Linked DNA regions of Mus musculus: region 2 is linked to region 1. Evidence: chromatin contacts called from public HiChIP or PLAC-seq data. All regions are on one chromosome and are shown on one strand. The core of a region is the stretch at or near the end of the contact, and the rest is flanking DNA. Distances in the headings are between cores, read along the strand shown.

Evidence for each region. HiChIP or PLAC-seq counts read pairs in DNA pulled down with a chosen protein or histone mark.
Region 2: a contact with region 1 is called in an H3K27ac HiChIP or PLAC-seq map of heart atrium, with 10 times the contacts expected there. The contact joins two enhancer-like sites. A contact is called at or near these places in 1 of 484 Hi-C or Micro-C datasets (bone marrow-derived macrophages) and 4 of 115 datasets of contacts at active chromatin or transcription factors (cardiomyocytes, embryonic stem cells and heart atrium).

The regions. Positions count from the first base shown.
Region 1 is chr1:92,031,068-92,036,026 of GRCm38.p6, reverse strand. The region is part of intron 3 of Hdac4 (histone deacetylase 4); the gene reads left to right. Among named protein-coding and RNA genes, the nearest start is that of Hdac4, 150 kb to the left of the region's middle. Within about 2 kb of position 2,401, at least 31 of the 459 cell types and tissues checked have an H3K27ac peak or open chromatin away from gene starts, as enhancers often do. A contact at or near this core is called in heart atrium, where this site is marked.
Region 2 is chr1:92,341,020-92,345,978 of GRCm38.p6, reverse strand. No RefSeq gene overlaps it. Among named protein-coding and RNA genes, the nearest start is that of Gm35992, 36 kb to the left of the region's middle. Within about 2 kb of position 1,923, at least 22 of the 459 cell types and tissues checked have an H3K27ac peak or open chromatin away from gene starts, as enhancers often do. A contact at or near this core is called in heart atrium, where this site is marked.

The DNA of each region.
Region 1 (4,959 bases), core at 1,152-3,651:
GAGGCCTTTCCTGTAGGAGGGCTTTCTCCCAGCAGACCCGTCTTTCTCCTCTGAGCACTGAATGTGGGCTTTGTGTCCTCACTGACGTCATCAGCCCAATTGTATTGATAAGCTTTTCAAAGCACAGCCTATGGAGGAATTTTCAGCCCCTCCATAGAATATTCCTGAGCATACAGGCATTATTGTTCTGACGCTGTACTCTTTAAGAAGAGAGGATTTCGTTTTCTTCTCCTGGAGCCCTAGGTCAAAAGCACCAACAGCTTCTGTTGGGAACTTGTGGCATTTCCAGTGATTTCGATACAGAAATAGCACAAGTCATTCTTGTCATAACTGCCAATGCCATGCTCTCATGAGTGAATGGGGACCATGGCCTCAATCTCTGCAGCTGGCACTTGAGCAGGGCTACAGCCAGACTCCTGATGATGACTGTGGGAATGAGCAGGCCATGTTCTCAGGAGCCCATGACCAAGTCTCCTTGACTGTGTGGGTTCCAGGCCTCATTTTGTGTCTGCCAAGGTGGCCTTACTTGAGAGGAAGCAACAGCAGTGACAAGGTATGGATGTGAGTCACAGGTAACAGAGGGCCTTTGGTCTTCTGCTGTCTTCCACCTTCTGTAGCCAAGAGTGGACTTCTGATTGGTACTTCAGGATAAAGGCCGAGGCAGGCTTTCTGTCCTTCCCAACACTTATTGTGGCAAGGAAGTGCTTCTTGGAGCTCACTGGCAGGCAGACTTTATTGAGGGACCAGTGCTGGGACCTAGCACTGCCCTCTGCTCTCATGTAGAACAGTTGAGCCCAGGCCCACTGTGGACTTGAAGAGGGGTCTCAGTGAACTGTCACATGGGTCTTATTTGCTCTGTGGTGCTCGTGCTCTGGGAGTGATGCCTCTCTTCTTCAATCCTCCAGTGTAGGTACCCTCTGGAGAGCTGTAGTCCACACAGAGCCCAGAACAAACCCTGTCCTTGGCTGCTTCTTCAGCTGTTGGGCTCCTAGAAGTTAGGAAGTGGAGACTGGAAGCATGGGCACTGCCTGAGGGAAGAGTGGGCAGCAGTCTTAGGTGACACTCACTCACTTTTCAGTCCAGCTCACAAGTTTAGGGTACCTTAAAGTACCCAAGGTTACAGCTTCTTTTAAAGCTTTAAAAAGAATGCCTTAGGCATGAAAACATTAGTAAACTGAGCATACGGAATGAAGATGCAGCAGAACTCAACACAGGTAATAGCTCTGCCTCCCCCTGTCATCAGCTTTAGTTTGTTAAGATAAAGCTCTGTTCAGTGCATGGCAAGTACCTTCAGAGTGCCCCCCTGCTGTTCTTTATCAAAGTGTGCCCCATCAGTCACACATGTTGGCTCTTGTTCAGAGACCCCAATGACCCTTTTACTTTCCTTGGTAGGGGACTGGCCAGCTTGACCTGGAGGTCAGGAGCTATAGTGCTGGATTTGCAATGGGAAGTCTCAGTGCTGTACAGTTGGCTTCTGACTGAAAAGAGTTTCAGTTGTTACAACACTCACTTTAGTATCCTTTGGACCAAGCGTGATTGTGGTTTTCTTGTAACAGGCTCTAAGAAACAGGGAAGTGCTACTATGGAAACTGTTCCAGCTGGCTATATCTCTGCCCTATAACTGAGGAGGAGCAGCTGAGCAGCTTAGTCTTTCCACCGCTGGAGCTATACTGCCGGATTTGCAATGGGAAGTCCATCCCACCCCCCAGCTGCCCTCTGTACATCCTGCCCTGCCAGTCCCTAAGCATTCAGTACCCCCAGCTGTGCCTGTAGAGGCCAGAGGAAGGCATCGGATTTGGATTTCTTGAAGCTAGAAGTTATTGGCAGTTGTGAGCTGTTTACCGTGGGTGCTGTGAACTGAACTCTAGTCCTTAAGCAGCAAGTGCACTTAAACTCTGAGCCATTTCTCTAGCTCCAGTATCTATAAGTTTAATTTTTTTTCAAATCATATTTTTAATGATGGTTCTTAAATGCTTTAACCTCCCTTGTAACCCACCACTCACCATAGAAAGTGGAAAAGAAAAGATAAGGGGTAGGGAAGTGGACCTCTTTAAAAAGGTTCTTTGGAGCAACTCCTGTCTGTGTTGTCTGGAAATTGGCAGTTCGGTTCACAGGTTAGCAGGCAGTGGCAGCTCAATCCACTCTCACTTCAGATACACCAGTAATCCAGTTCGGTAGGTAGCAACACTGGTAACAGGACCTAGCAGACACAGCCAGGCCTTAGCCTGGGCTCGAGTCAGCAGAAGTGACTAGATGGAACAGCAGGAGAAGTTCTTGGCTGTGCCTCTCTCAGAGAAGGGAAGACACGAGACCCGCAAGCATTGCACAGCCGTACTAGCAAGCCCAGCCTGTCTCCATCACTCCATCGAGTACTAATTATACCCTCCAAACATCACATGTCTACCTTGTGCCTTGCTTCAGCATGTGCGTCTGTCTCAGCTGATATTACTCTGCCAATCAGCCTGAGTCCCTGGAAGTGGCAAGAAACTGCAGTACACCACCAGAAGATTTTTTTTTACTGTGATTCTCTCTATGGAGTCCTGACAAATGCAGCTCAACTATGCAATGTAAGATGGACCAATACATGCATGTTGTTAAAAAAGAATCCTTCGTCATGTGTGCTTTTGAGTACTTGCTTTAGCAGAACATCCTCTCCAGTATCTGCTTCAGTGAAATGTTCTTTCATGAGTCTGCCTTAGTCTTTCACCTGTGTCCACTTCAGGAAAACACTCCTTCATGTGTTTGCCCAGCAAAACACCATCCAGAACAACTGACTCTCCGTGAACCCTTAAGTTTCCACTTCAACTATCCCTGTGACCAGTATATGGGTTCACTGGCAGGGATGATTGGCCTGTCGTGTTCTTGAAGTTAACTCAGATGATCCTTTTAAAGGTTGTATACTTGATGTTGAAAGAGCTGCTAGGCATTCCTAATGGTATCCTCCTGTGAAAATTAGAGATGGGCAGATGGCATGCTCTTGTGGCCAGCATCTTTGATACAGCCTTGTTAATATGTAGATCATAAGTCATGTCAGCAAAATTATAGGAGTCACACCTGCCTCCTCTCCCAGGGTGAGGTAACACACAGAAAAAGACAGCTTGCAAGCTGTGAGGCCGTGCCATGGTTTCATTAATTCTTCATGAGTTTTTATTTAAGCCAAATTATCACTGTTTAACTAGACACTTAAGAATTTAAAGTTGTGTGATTGATTATAGGCTAATTATCACCCCTAATCAACTCATATTCTAAAATAAAGTGGCCACAGACTAAGCCCACCAGGGACCCTATGTGTCTCTACCTGAGAAAGGTGATGTAACTTACCCCAGGAAATCAAGGCACATTAAATAGCTTGAGACATTTAACCAAGAGAGTGGCAAGTTTAAGGATCGTATATGTGAGCTCAAAATAGGGGGACAGTTAAAACCCCAGCATGTAGCAGCAGCTGTTACCTACTGTGCCCCCTGAGGACTGAGGAAGGAGCTTACCCTGAGGTTCCTTCAGGAAGTCTTCCCCTTTCTAAACGGAGATGGCTCACTTTAATTCCTTACCCTGAAAACATGGAAATAATGTCGTTCTACAAAACTGGCCTGATAACTTTTTCATCTTGTTTCATTTTGTAATAAGAGGTTAAAAAGGCAAGGCAAGGAGAGTAATCCAGTCCTTATCCCTGTGTGTGAGAGAGCCCCTGCCCAGGGAGCAAGCAAAGCTCAAATAAAAGGCTTCTAATGAACCTTGCTTGAGCCAAGGTGTGGAAAGTAGAAACATCCCTTGCCTCACTGATGAGGAGGGCAGAAGCCTTGCTGATCCTACTATGTGTGGTAGGAGAGATTAGCTCATGGGCCACAGTGGGCTTCTGTTGGACATGAAGATCCAATTGCCTTTTTGGTTGCTTGGTGGCCCTATGGCTGGGCAGGCTGTTAGACCAAGGCCTACTTATTCCTTGGGCTCTGTCTGCTCCTACCCTTTGACAGTTTAGCTCTGGCAGATTCAGTGGAGACCAAAGGGCTAGGTCAGAAGTCAGTGTGCTGTCAGAACCTGTTGATGGGTACCAAGAGGATCTGTGTGGTGGCTCACACCTCCCTTCTGAGTCCTATGGACTCTCTGCAGGAGAGCTGTATCTTGAGGCCGAACACCAGGGTTCTGGTGTTAGAGTTCTCCCCAGCTTTACTCTATGGACAAAGCAGAGTCCTGGGGCCAGAGCTCTAGTCATTTGGTAACCTAGGCCAGCTTTGGGACTTGCTGGGTGGGAGTGGCAACGGGAATGCCAGGGACCACAAGCACAAGGTACCTTTCTTATTCAAGTCTATGTGCTCAGTATTGTCAGTTAGTTTACCCAGGAAGAAGGTTTAGGGGATCTCTTGGTTCAAGACTACCCTGTATCCGTGAGTAGAAGACCCTAAAGGCTTAGCCAGAAGCAGGGATACAGGATAGCCACATTTAGGTCTCTGATCAAAGTCAGGTTCCTAAGTTGCTGACCATCAGCACCTTATGGCCAGGGTCTGGTTCAGGCATATACCACCAGTGTTGTCCTTGAACTTCCTTCTAAACTTGAGTTCCTTCCAGTAGGCAACGTTCTTGCCTCCTTCCCTTGGATTCAGTGCTTATGTATAGGCAGATGAAGCACAGCAACCAGAGCAGTGTGGAGGGGCTTTCTGGAGGGAGGACATACAGGGCTCTTGCCCTAACCCAGTGAATGTCTGCATAGCCACCTGTTTCCAGGTGCTGTATAGTGAGCAGCCCTGCACTTTACTTAGAGCTTTCTAGCTCCCACAGAGCCCATTCTTGACACACTGCTCCAGCCTGCAGTAGGAGTGGTGCTTCTTCATCAAGTTGGTAATTTGTTCTTTTATTGTTTATTGTGTTTTTAAAATTTTGTGTGTATACATATGTGCATTTGGGTGGTAAGTAGGCGATGCATGCTATGATACATGTGTAAAAGAGGATAGCTTTCAAGAGTTG
Region 2 (4,959 bases), core at 674-3,173, 310 kb before region 1:
AACAGGGGAAGAGGCTTGCACATGCTCTGTGGAGCTGAGTTCCACGTGTGATGTGTTGACTGAAGTGAGTGCCCTTAGCCCCCAGTAGCATCCTTCAAGAGCGGTGGCTCTCAGCCTTCCTGGTGCTGTAACCCTTTAATACAGTTCCTTGTGTTATTATTTCCTTGCTACTTCATAAGTGTAATTTTGCTACTTTTAAATGACTCATAATGTAAATATCTGATATGCAACCCCACAAAGGGGTCAAGACCTCCAGGTTGAGAACTGCTGCTCAAGAACTCGGAACTTACTCTGTACTCGCTGGGGACCAGGCCCTGCTCAGTTTCTCACACTGGTGATGAGGAGCTGAGAAGTGGGGCTGCCTTTCACTTTGCAACCCCGAGGAAGGGGCAGCCCACTTTCACAAGCTGACTGTTGGTGTCTCATAGGCTGTGTGGACCAGTGACACTCGCCTTGAACATCTGGCATGTGGACAGCAGGGGGGATGGGCAGAGTGAAGGCTTCTAAGCCACGTCTTGCCTGAAACTTGGATTCTGCCCCATCAAACCTGTGTGGTTGTGCTTTCTCTCAGTGTGGGGAGGGGCCCAGCTCCAGGCAGAGAGAAGAGGCATGGCTTTGCAGTGAGAGCAAGATGAGGAAGTAGAGGCAGGTTCAAATACCCAGAAGAAGGTAGGGAGGGCCAGTTCCAAAGCACCATGTGACCTGTGGGACCCAGTGACCTGTATTCCAGCCACAGTCTGATACTTAACCAGACCTGAGTGACCATCAGTCCTGACCCAGAATGGTGACTATCAGCCCTCCATTAGAGTTAACTGGGATGATGGGGAGTCCCATATCTTATCCAAGGAAGGAGGTATCCTTCACTCATGGTAATAGGGGTAAGGAGCTTGGAGGGCTTCTGTTAGGCATTCCCAGCAGATCTGCTCGGTTCCTGGCTTGTTCAAGACTCATAGGTCTGGCAGTTCCCATACAGTATCTGTTGGGCTGGGGACATCACTACAACAGAAGAAGACTAGCTGTCTCTGGGTCCTGGCCCCCCAGCAGCCAGGCAGGCACTAGCCCTGGGCCTCAGTGGGAAGGAAAAGTCCCTTTATCACTCTCCAGCATTTAGTTTGCCTGGATCCTCCTCCCCTAGCTAATTCCTCCACTGCTTCTAGCACACAATCTAGCCTCCAACTCCATTCTCTGCCTCAGGGGTCCTAGACCCTCTATGATCTCTGCCCACAGCCTGGGCTCTAAAGCTTGTACCATGGAGCACTGTAGCTTCTGCAGCCTCAACTCCTATCTACGTGCCCTACTCCACCCCAAATCCTCAACTCCCAACTACAGACTGAACCAGGTAGTTTGGGGTGATCAGGAGTGGGTGGAGCCCTCCTGAAAGCCTCAAGGTTGGCTGTGCAGAGGGGAGCGGCTCTTCTCATAGGCATCTGCAATTGCCTTAGTGCCCCAGGAACAAGGAGGGTGGAGCAAGAGAGAAAGGGCTGGAAATCCAGACATCTGAGGAACTGGAGAGAAGGGTGAGCCTCAGAGTCTACCAGTTTCTTTGCAAGTTGGGGTAGGTTGGCTTTCAGGGTCCTGAGGCTATTTCCACCAAGAGAGTCATGTTAGAGTGCTGCAGCCCTTGGGAACGGAGAATGGTATATGACCCCGATATCTCAGGCTGTCTTTAGAAATGAGAGCTGGAGAGCAGAAGGCTACATGTGAAGAGGGGCACTGGGCAGCCCAGGTATGGCAGGAACACACCGGCCAGGATGAGAGGTAGCCCAGCTTCCTGCTCACTGTGTGCGTGGGGCACATTAACTTCTCTGGACCAGGTCTCCAGAGGTGCACTCCAAGGGAGGCAGGGAAATGGGAGAGACAACAGTGCTCACCCACAGTCCTCACCAAGCTTGGCAGCTATGTGAGCCGGTGCTGGCATGTCCAGTAGGCAGATGGATTACAGTGGAGCTCAGTTTACTGAGTGAGGTCAGCCACTCCAGCTGTCACCCACGCCTTTGGAACTGGAGCTGCCATGAAGATGTTCTGGCAGGAAAGAGACCTATCTTGTCTCCCAACACCCAGGCTGGGCCCTCACACCTGCAGGTTGGTGACAGATTTAGCATCTGCCCTGGCACCCTCTCTCCCTCCTCTGCATTCTCTCCCCCACCTTGGTCTGCATCCTGAACATCATGGGACCAGCCCCTTGTTCTTGCCAACTGGCTGTTGTGCATGGCAGTGACCCAGCCCCAAGAAGACATTCCTGATATATTTGCTATAGAGCTTTCTGGCTGGGCAGAGGTAAGAGAGATAAAAGGCTTACATTTGAAGAGCTGGAGGTGGGAGACTGAAAGCGCATTCGAGAAGTAAGAAGACGGTCTCAGAAGGTTCTGTGTGGGCCATGGAGAGAGGGCATGAGAACCAAGAACCAAAGGCTATATTGCCCAAGAGCTGGCATCAGTCATAGGGTGGGTATCTTATGACAACACTCCAAAGGGCCAGCTGTTTCTTGCAGGAAGCGGATGGCAGCTAGGGTTCTCAGGAAAACAGCCTGCCGATGTTCAAAGTGCAAATGAGAGACATAATCAGACATAGACTCAGCCACTGTGCTTGAGGGGAGGAAACCAAGTGGGGTTAGAACAACCTGGTCTGAGGATACTGAGCCAAGGGCAGGAGAGGACAGGGCCACCATGAGGACAGGGGACACGCTTTAGGGGAATGCACTGCACTGAAGGGGACAACAGTGGTAAGCAGACAGGAATGGGTGCCAGTTCCGCTTATGAGGAGCCCTGGTAGAGAGCAGGGCTGGGTGGTGCCACCAAGGCCAAGCGTGGGTGACAGCTGGGAAGCAGGGACCCTTTCCCCCAAGCCCTGGCCACTAAGCTGCTTCTCCATTAGCATTCAGCAACCACGGATCCGATTCCTGAGGTCAGTCCCAAGGTGAGTTTGTTTTTATTTTGAATAGAGTAGCAAAGAGGAGCTTACTGGTCGACCACACTCACACTATGTCCCCACTTGAGGGCCAGGTCTCTGATATAAGACCCACTATCCAGCCCAGAGCAACTCAAAGCCCCAGCCCTTTCCTGAGCTTAGGACCTTCCAATTGCTTTCCTGGTCACTGTCTCCTGGTCATACAGAGGCCTTCTGTGTCTGTCTCACTGACATGAATGAGTCCGGGAAGTACAGCCACAGGCTATGGTTACAGTTTTTCTAGTTCTTACCCTGCATCAAATCAGATTTTAAATTCAAGCCAGTCTTCAGTAAAAGCCACTTAGATGACAGCAGCCCCTGGCCCTATGGGGGAGTAGCTGTCTTGATGCCTTGGTGACACCTTCAGATTGTGTCCTCTCTTGGTGCCTAAAAACATTACCACAGTGCTGGCTGACACGACGTGTGTGGGGTAAGACTTGAAAGGGCCTTAGTGTGTCACCTAAACCTGCCCTTCTCCGTTCCTGTCACCTCGCAAGTAGCAAGTACATTTTCAGAGACTGGGGAGCTCACCGCAGATTCAAGGATACAGAGACAAGGGGACATTTCTACAGGCGAGATGGAGAGGCTCACACAAGCTGTTTTGAAACAGCCATTTCTTCCACTGAGACTTAAAACAGGAGTGTTCAAGGATCAATAACAAGGTGGCGCCCGTCCAAACTCGGGCAGGCCACGGCTGGGTGGATGCCCTTGCAAAAGTATTTTCTGAGTAAGGTTGCTCTGGTCTGTGCAAGGCTGTGGTCTGGCAGGGCGTTCCAGGCCATTCCTAGATCAAGCACAAATGTGAGCTCACCTCCTTTAAGTACGCTTGGCTTTGTTTACTATTTGCTTTTTGTGTGTTCTAACCTGGGAAACCCCATTGATCCTATCAGTATCTCCAAGTGCAGGTTCTGAGTGGATTTCATCTTGGTCAGCATGTGGACACAGAGGAATGACAGCGAGATGGTGAGCCTCACACTGGCATGGGCACATCTGCACAGGCTGTCCCTTGGGTATGTCCTTTCCGTGTGTGTCTATGTTGGGCCCTGTGGGGAGCGGGAGGAGGTTTTCTCTGAGATGGCGACTGCACAGCATCTCTCTGGAGGAAGAGAGGATCCTTTTGAGAGAGCAAGAAGTCAAAGCACAGAACTGGGAAGAAATTGCTCAGGACACTGGGCCAATAACTGTCACTTACCTGACCCAGGTTCTCAGGACTGCTCTGCAGTAACCCACAGATGATAGCCATGGGCCCAGAAGCAACCTGAGGAGAGGAGTCTGCTTAGAGCCTTCCCAGACAGTAGGCCATTCTAGCCTAGGGCAGGTGAGGTCCTTAGCCTACTCCCTTTGCACACTCATCTGGGTCTCTTTCTATCTGTCTTCTGCCCAGAGGACCCCGTGTTCTGTGGCTAAACTAGCTTTTGACCTAACATCTTCTCCTTGCTGGTCCCTCAGTCTGGATCGCAGCAGGTTTTCCTTCCTGACTGCCTTTGTGGTCCAGTTTGTGTTTTCCTGAATAACTGCTCCTTCTCACAGCTCCCTGCCATGCCAGGTCACAGAAGCCTCAGCCTTCTTCTCCGGAGAGCAGGCCTGTGGTAAGGCAATTTCATCCTGCTTGGGATAGCTGCAGATGCTTTCTGTCTCTCCCCATTTCCCAGGCCTTGCTACTGGTTGGTTGCATGGGTCAATAGGCAACCAGACACAGATTCTAGTCCTGGATCTGCCTCTGAGACTAGGCAGCTCCTGTGACCACCCTGACCCCAACTTCCTCAGAGCCTCTTGTGTTGGCTGATGTTGGCTGGTGTTGCCACGAGGGTTACGTGAATCAACCTCACAGAGCACTGGGCAAATGCTCAGGAGCCAGTGTCCTTGCTGGAGGGCTACATGGGAAAGTGAGCAGTAGAGACAGCTGCTCCACCGTGGAACACATAATACTCCTCTTTTAAATTTTCTAAAAGCTAATCGACTGTTTATTGCCACAAAAATTAAAATGCTGAAATATAAGTAGAAATGAATGCA